Regions from separate parts of the Gossypium hirsutum genome. Here regions 1 and 3 are each linked to region 2. A link is a contact called in public Hi-C data. All regions are on one chromosome and are shown on one strand. The core of a region is the stretch at or near the end of the contact, and the rest is flanking DNA. Distances in the headings are between cores, read along the strand shown. Region 1 holds the start of LOC107951887 (probable methyltransferase At1g29790). Region 2 holds the start of LOC107910245 (receptor-like protein kinase FERONIA). Region 3 has its middle 11 kb from the start of LOC107951886.

Evidence for each region. Hi-C and Micro-C count contacts between places; a contact is called where the count stands out from the background.
Region 1: a Hi-C map of leaf shows a contact between it and region 2, with 2.0 times the contacts expected there. The contact joins the promoter of LOC107951887 here to the promoter of LOC107910245 in region 2. A contact is called at or near these places in 2 of 34 Hi-C or Micro-C datasets (anther and leaf).
Region 3: a Hi-C map of leaf shows a contact between it and region 2, with 4 times the contacts expected there. The contact joins the enhancer-like site here to the promoter of LOC107910245 in region 2. A contact is called at or near these places in 8 of 34 Hi-C or Micro-C datasets (anther, leaf and petal).

What each region holds. Positions count from the first base shown.
Region 1 is chrA07:83,391,506-83,394,205 of Gossypium_hirsutum_v2.1, forward strand. LOC107951887 (probable methyltransferase At1g29790) reads right to left here and starts at 1,397. Exons shown (of 1, transcript XM_016887057.2): 1 at 1-1,397. The coding sequence starts at 1,397. LOC107951888 reads right to left here. Exons shown (of 7, transcript XM_016887058.2): 7 at 1,800-2,461. The coding sequence ends at 2,204.
Region 2 is chrA07:83,020,438-83,023,137 of Gossypium_hirsutum_v2.1, forward strand. LOC107910245 (receptor-like protein kinase FERONIA) reads right to left here and starts at 1,258. Exons shown (of 1, transcript XM_016838069.2): 1 at 1-1,258. The coding sequence starts at 1,219.
Region 3 is chrA07:83,329,964-83,332,663 of Gossypium_hirsutum_v2.1, forward strand. No RefSeq gene overlaps it. Among protein-coding and RNA genes, the nearest start is that of LOC107951886, 11 kb to the right of the region's middle. Within about 2 kb of position 1,393, at least 1 of the 9 cell types and tissues checked has an H3K27ac peak or open chromatin away from gene starts, as enhancers often do. A contact at or near this core is called in leaf, where this site is marked.

The DNA of each region.
Region 1 (2,700 bases), core at 147-2,646, 370 kb after region 2:
AATACAGCAGAAAAGAAAGACTTATCCTCCAATTTATCTGTCTTTGGAACAACTCTCCACAGTAGCATCTTGTAGTGTAGCCTGGAAAATTCATCCAAATACATCTTCAACTCATCTCTTTTGCAGAAGAATCGATCCACCCAAAGAAGTCCTTTGGGTCGAAGAACACGATCCCAATCATGAAGTACAAACTGAAGAAGATCTATTCCCATCCACCCATCTAAAAATAGGGTAGAATGTACAATATCGAGTGTGTTATCAAAGAAAGGCAGTCTTGAGCCAATTGATAGGTAAAGAGGTAAGAGGCCTCTAAGTGCAATCACCTCATTAAAAGGAGCCCCTAAGTTTAGGGTAGCTGATGCAATCGTTACATTTCTTTCCTTCATTAGTGCAGCAAATGTGCCGGTTGTGGGGCTAAAATCAAGTCCAATTCTGATCTCTCCTGGCTTCAATCTAAGAACTTCATCTATGGTGAATTCAGCTGAAGTTGATTCGTTGGTTGGGATTTCCCATCCTCTTTTCGAAAGATCAAAGCAGTTTGAACATTTGAAGAAGCCTCTTTTGCCTATTGTTCCATTAGACACAAGACAGGAGTAATCTTTGCACTTGTAGTGACTCCACATAATGTTGGTGTCAGCCGGTTGAGACCAAAGGGACGAGTTTATTGGAAGTGGTTTACTGTAACGTGGAGGTGTTTTCGAGAAGCATCGTCTTCTTGGTAATGGATCGCAGCCACTGATCATAAGCTTCTGAGCGATGTCCCAGTCATCAGGGCACATCCTATAGATCTTATAACCCATAAAGCGATTTACATTTGAGGCCATGTTGGCACAAAGGAGTCCTACAGTTGGGCTAATAGCTTCCACCCCAAGGAAGTTTTTCTTCCCAATCAGTCTATTTGGTTTCAAAGCGGTGAAGTTATGAAGCTCACCTGAGTTAAAACTATGAGTATCTGATCCTTGGTTGATTTCACTTTCATCAGGGTCGCTGAAGTCTTCGTCTACACTGCTGACTTCATTTGTACCGGACGAACTGCTGTCGTAGAAATCTGATAGGGCTTCTGCAAACTTGTCTAAAGATGTGGCAATATGTAGAAGTTGATCCGCAAACGTTGTTAGTGCTTTGGATTCTGCACTTGCAACATGTAACTGCTCCAGCAGAACTCCCACTTGGCTTTGTAAATCAGCGATTTGATTCAGAAGTGAATGAGGCAAGATGAGTTGGCCTCGGGAGACACTGGCCACGGAAGTGGTGGATCTGAAGAGTAGCTGGGAATAGAAGATGTTGGAGCTTAAGATTGCAGCCATTAGGATGCTTCCAAGCACACACAGACATAGCATTACAGGAAGGGCAGCAGGAAGCCATTTTCGAGATTTCGACACACTTGGTTTCTGCATTTCTTGGTTGAGGTTGAGCTTTGTACGAGGAGCTATCAAACCATCAAGTTTTTCATTATATCCCAAGAGCTATTGAGTATTGACTTGATTGGCCACTTGGATTTTCAGGTTGTTTTACTTCCTTAACTCATCCCTAGATGTTTGACTTACAAAATTCTACTTTTTCCCCCTCCAATAGGGACAACTTGGAATTTTATTCGTCTTTGACAATCTCGAAGTGGTGAACATTGTTATTGTTAATGGCTTGATTTAATAAAGTGGCGTTTAATTGCAGTTGGTGCAATGATCTGGATACTTGGAAGCACTTTCAATGCCTCAGCAATAAAAAAATAAGCTACCATAACTTATGGAAGGATAGAAAAATGACGAGATGCATTTCACATGGTGTTTTAGAGGGGTGTATGAACCAATTGTTGCTTAGTTTAATAACATTGCTTGTAAAGAGAGAGAAAAGGTAAAAGATAATGGGCAGAAGTAGATCCATGCCACAAGAATTACAAAAGCATCATCTTCAGCTAAGAAGTTTTAACGGGTAATATCATCATAATGAATTATATTCTACGAGGTTTACAAATCTTAAGACAATTGTAAGAACTTGTTAAGCCAACAGAACATCTTTACCACAAGCTGTAGGGTAAGGGCATGTGTTTCCATCAAAGCTTACGACCAAAAAGAATGGTTAAAAGATACGACCATCGCAAAACTATAACTGGAAAACAGTCTAGAGCAGAGGTCGACGAAAACTATTAAAGATTCTGGGGTACGCACAGATTCCTTATCCTGCATAAGTTATTCAGTCTTCGCAGTTATGCACTTGGTTCTTCTTTGTCATCTTCATCATCCTCTCTATCTTCATTTTCATCTTCTTGACCATCATTTTCATCATCACTGTGGTCATTAATGTCATCATTCCCAGAGTCATATGGATCACCATGATTTCCAGCATCTTTTCTACCTAGTTTGGCATACTGCTCAAGAGATGTAGAAGGAAATATTTCACCCACTCTACCATTTTCTTTGTTGGTTGTGGTTTTTGATGAACTTTTAAAACTATTTTTATCCATCTGTTACAACAAAGTAAGGTAAGCATTAAGGCATTTGACAGAACAAAGCACCAGAAAATAACAACAGATAAAGGAATGGATGGCAATGTTGATATATGAAGAGTAACTCCAAGTACATATGTCCCACTCAGCTTAGAACTTGCCAATGCAGAGGTATAATGGTATATTGGAGGTACATTCAACATATTCAAAAGCACTGCTGAATTCCATCTGCACTGAGTCTTAGAGAGCCCAATTAC
Region 2 (2,700 bases), core at 8-2,507:
TCGGAGCGGCAAGGCTACCTTCCGAGTTGTTCAACTTGAAAATCTCTAAACCATTCAAAACGGCATCATTATACTCTGGCTCAGATTCGGCATTTGGATGTAGTGCGACCCATAGTTCGTTTTCACTTTGTGCCACCCTCACAACATAATCTCTGTAGATTGGAATACCATTACCTTCACCCACAGCAATCACATCCATGGCTTTCTCAGCGGTATGATTATTAATAAATATGTCGAATACACGCTGATTCACTTTCTGTAGATACTTTTCGCAAAAATGGAGCCTAACGAGGTAGTAAAACCCCGAATCAACTGTGAAAAGCCATGTAAGATTGTAATTGAAGTTAATATATGGATTAGGCCCCATTGAACGATAGGATTTGTACACAGCTTCCGGTGCCGTATACACTGGTGTGGCCTCGGTGTATTTGATTGTTGCCTCAGACTGATCATAATACGTAACTCCATATGCTGCTCCCAAGATATAGTCAATATCTTGGTTCCATGTTCTGAACATTCCTGAATCGTGCACATCTAAAACATCTCTTCCACCAACATTAAGCCGATAAGCAGTGTCAAGAGCAGTGGAGTTTTCAAGCTCGAAAAAGTAATTAGTGTCTATTAAGGGGAGAGAGCCATATGTCTGGCCTGTGTAGAGATTTGCAGGCATGGAAACGACTTCAATCCCACTGATAAAAGCGAAAGAATTCGGTGAAGGGGCGAAGGTGACATCCATCATCTGCTTGTTTCCAACAGTGATGACAAATTCTTTGACAATATAGGCTTGGGGAGGACTAGTGGCAGAAACTAAATAGGCACTGAAATTGCTCAAGAGAGTGTAATTATTAGCGGCAACTGAAAAGAAGGAACTGGTAATATCAAGGCCAGGGTATTGATTTGGATAAAAGTACAGACGAAGGAACTTAGTGCCTGGTGAAACGGGGAATTTATAAGTGAATTCACCACGAAAGAAACGAGCTGTCACGTAAGGAACTTGAGTGACAGAGGGGTCTTGATAGGATGCAGTGGATGAAAAAGAAGAGGTATTAGCATATAGGTGGTCATCATCGGCAACCCAGTTTCTGCCATCATAGGATGTAGTGTTTGATGAAGCACCACAGTTCAAAAGTATGTAGTCAGTAGGAATATAAGGAACTGAACTTGTTATAGAAGGTGAAATGGAAAGAATTAGGAAGACGATAGTAATTAAGAATAGCATTGTGGTTTTAGTGTTGTTTGTAGAAAAAGCCTACAAGGCTACAACTTATATATAGCTGAATAAATGGGAAAATTGAATACCACTGTATTCTTCAAGGTAGTTGAGAATGAAAGTGGTAAAAAGCTACAATTTTGAAGTCTGCCAATTCCAGCTAAGGATGGGTGGCCTAAAAATGCAAACCAGCTAAGCTTGTGAACAGCTGAAAACAACATTTGTGGAAACTCCTCCTCCATAGACTAGTCGCAAATAAGCAGTTTGCTAGAGTAAATGACACCGTATATTTTCGCGTTGCCGTTGACTAGGTGAATTGTGAGTCAAGCATTTTAGTTTTTTTCTATTATTATTATTTAGGATCAAGGAATTAGCATCAATAAATCATCTAATTTGGTATATTAAAATAATAACTTCCAAAATCTAGAATATTATTAAAAAATTAATATCTTAATAAAATATTTTTTATTAAATTAAAATTTGAATTTATCTTTAATTTTTAAAAATTGTATTTGGTATTAAGTTTAATTTCTTTTTATTTTAAATTTGAGATTTGAGCTATAATTACTCTATTTTAAATTTGGATAATAATGAGTATATTGTTAGGTTTGGACTTAATATAATATATTTGAGTTTCAGAATAAATATTTTAGAATATAAGTATTAAGTTTATAAATTTAATAGAATAAAAAGTTATTCAATTATCAATATAATATAATAATGAATAATAAAAAATATTTTTATTAATTCATATATCATAGAATAATAAATTTTATGTACATTAAGCACTTTAATTATTTTATATAAAATAACTGATGTCCACAAAACCAACTAAAAATTTGAGTAAAGTAAGTGCACCTATCAATTAATAGTATAGCTACGGTGAGTAAATATATCGTTTTACTAGTAATTACAGTCTTTCTATTACTTAACCGAATAATTGGAGTGATTGATTAAAAACTAAAATTAACTAAATTAATTAACTAACGAACACAACAAAAAACAAATCAGGAAAATAAATTATTAACAATTAAGAAGCGAAACAATACTCAGGAAAGAATCCACCTAGATTTCATTTGTCATTATCAATCTAAATTACGCAATTTATGTACTTAGTAACTTGACCTTAAATTATGCTAATATCTCTTTCAAGAATAAAAGCAACTGACTCTAGATGATTAATTGAAATTTCTTTCTAATTAAAACTCTTATTATTGCATTAACTCGTTCTATGGATTTCCCCATTAGATTTGACTCTAATCCGATAGATTTACGTCGTCCTATTTTTAGGATTGCATGCAACTCTACTCAACTATGCAAGATCTACTCTTAAACAGAGTTTATTTCTCCTTTGATTTAAGCACATCAAATATGGATCAATAATCTAGAAATATTAAACCAAGAATTAAGTACACATAATCGAGAACAAGAAACTAAGAATTTATTCCATAAAATAAAAAATCAAACAACAGAATCTATCATAAGGTTCA
Region 3 (2,700 bases), core at 143-2,642, 310 kb after region 2:
TTTTTACTCTGGCCCTTTAAAAATGATAAAATTATAAATTAATACATAATAAATTTATATTTTAATTTATAAAAGTTATAATTAAATTTCTACCCTTGCTTTATTTATAGATTCACCCTTATTTTCAAATATATTCAGCTAATTATGAATCATGAAAAGACATATCATCACCTTAATATTTGCTACTAATTACTTTGTCTTTTTAATTATAAAAATTTTGATTGTCTTTTTGTGTGTGTTATTGCACATGGGAGCTGGTTAACCCCATGTGTGTTTTGGTACCATTTTAATGGTAATGAATTATAATTATGGATGCACTAAAGTGCTAAACCTAAGTAGGGATAATTAAAGAAAAAAGAAAAGGAATATTGATATAACTTTTTGGATGGGGACGAATGAAATAGTTCATTTTCTTCTGGATTTATCAAAACGAATAAAAAAGCCAAGAATCTGAATATAGTTATATTGTGGGCATGCATAATTGCATATAATTAGATTCAATCTCATATTATAGCGTATAAAAAATCAATAGGTATGATACTACCACTTCACCTATAACACCTTTTTTGGTTAAGGATTTTGAGCCCTTGGTAATTATTTTGATAATTAAAGGATTTGGTTTTTTTTCTTTTAACAATTTTATTATAGATTCTAATCGTATATGTTCTTTATACAATGTCTAAAACTATCCATAGTCCCTCCCAACCCATAAATAGGAGGATAATGCGCTTTAGCCAAAGGCGAATCTAGGGGCGGCTAAAATAGAATTTTTTTCCATTTTGACCCCTTAAAATTTTTAAAATTTTAAATTGGTAAAGGTAACATTACACTTTAGCCTCCCTTAAAAATGATAAAATTTTGATTTAATCCTTTAAAAATTATATTTTTACTATCGTAAAAATTACAATTTAATTCCCTCCTAAAAGAAATTTTTGGCTTCGCCTTTGGCTTTAGCGTACTCAAACTTATGTCCTCCTATACTGGCAACAATGCACATACCAATTGAATTAAGGGCCAATTTAACATTATTTCTCATAAGCACTTTTGGACCAAAAAGCACTTTTGAGCAAAAACTAAATTTTTCTACTTCTGTTTTTGGTTAAAAAAGTGCTTTTGCAAATTTTCTTTTTTTTGTCCAAGAAACACTTTTGAAAAGTTCAAAAGTATCTTATTTAACAATAATTTTATCTCAAAAATATTTTTTATTCTAAAAGTATTTCTGAAAAACAATACTAAACTGATCTTAAAACTCAATCCACACAACAATTAATACTTTATCTTTGTAAAAGGGATATAAAAGAATAAAAGTTGGAAGGGAATACAGCCCAATGGACCGAAATCATGTATGAAGGATCAATCTTCTTTAGAGGCCTTCAATCTGTCCATCAAAGGTTTTATTTTAATGGGCCTTCTTAATCTTCACCAACAAAATTCATGTGTTTTTGGTTTATGGTTAAACTACACAAGTAAGAAAAAGATTATGAATCTTATTAACATTTTAATTCTTCAAACTAAAAAAAAAAAACTCAAATAAGTTTCAAGTCATTTCCATCGTTGTTAGTGCAACAATTAGGAATATGTGAATTTGAGCATACTTAAACACGTATTCTTTTTATTTTTAAAAATCAAGAGGTTTATGGGTAATTATATTTTTGCAAGAATCGGTTTAAGGTAATTATATTATTGTTAAGCCATGTTTCATATATATATAGTATCAATGGTTAGTATTTGGTATGCTGATAATATAATTTTTTGTTAATTTCGCAAGTAGTCTTAAAATTTTATCTTATGTCTCCTTTTTAAAAATATTTATTGTTTTTAATATTATAATACACTCTTTATAAGACACTTATAAACCCTTTAACCCTGCATATGAAGTTTAAAAACTGCACTATCTGCCCTTGTATCAATTATATTATTGTATAATTATATGATTTTTTAAAAACAAACATATTAAAAAAATTATGATATGCCCCAAATTAAATTTTAATAATTAAACTAAAAATTGTTTGAATTTAAAGGAATAATTTAAGGAAAATATTTTCATTTAATAGGTTGAAGTCAATAAATTTTTAATTATGATAAAATATATTAATTTATGGAAATAACGAATAATTTTCATCGAAACAAATTAGTGTGTAGTACATCTTTTTTAGTTTCTAAAATTTTAACCCAGTTTTTCTACCTTGATACACAAAATTTTAGTTAAGGTAAAATTTTAATAGCTTCCAATAATTAAAATAAACCAATCATAGAAATATTGATAATAATATTTAAAGTAAGTCATACAAAGAGGTGTTCATAGGCCAGATCAGGTTAAATTCGGACAAGACTTAACTATGATATTAATATATTTTATGTTTGCCTAAGTCTGACTTAGCCCGAAATATGGGTTTAAAATTTTGTCCAGACATACTCATATATGCAAAAGACTAACTCAATCTCTTTTTAAAAACATATATTTTTCAGGTCTTGACAAAAAAGTTTAAATCACAACAAATTCCTTTTAATTTTTTGAAATTTGATTTCATACTTCTAAATCACTTTAAGTTGTTTGTTTATCAATTTAATCGATTCAGCCCGATCCTTCCTATTCATAGACAAATTAAGTCTAAATTGCTTGCCTAACATATATTGACACTCGATCTAAAGTTATCAGTTTTACCCCTTTCTCAAGTCTCTTTATTTTCATCATCAATC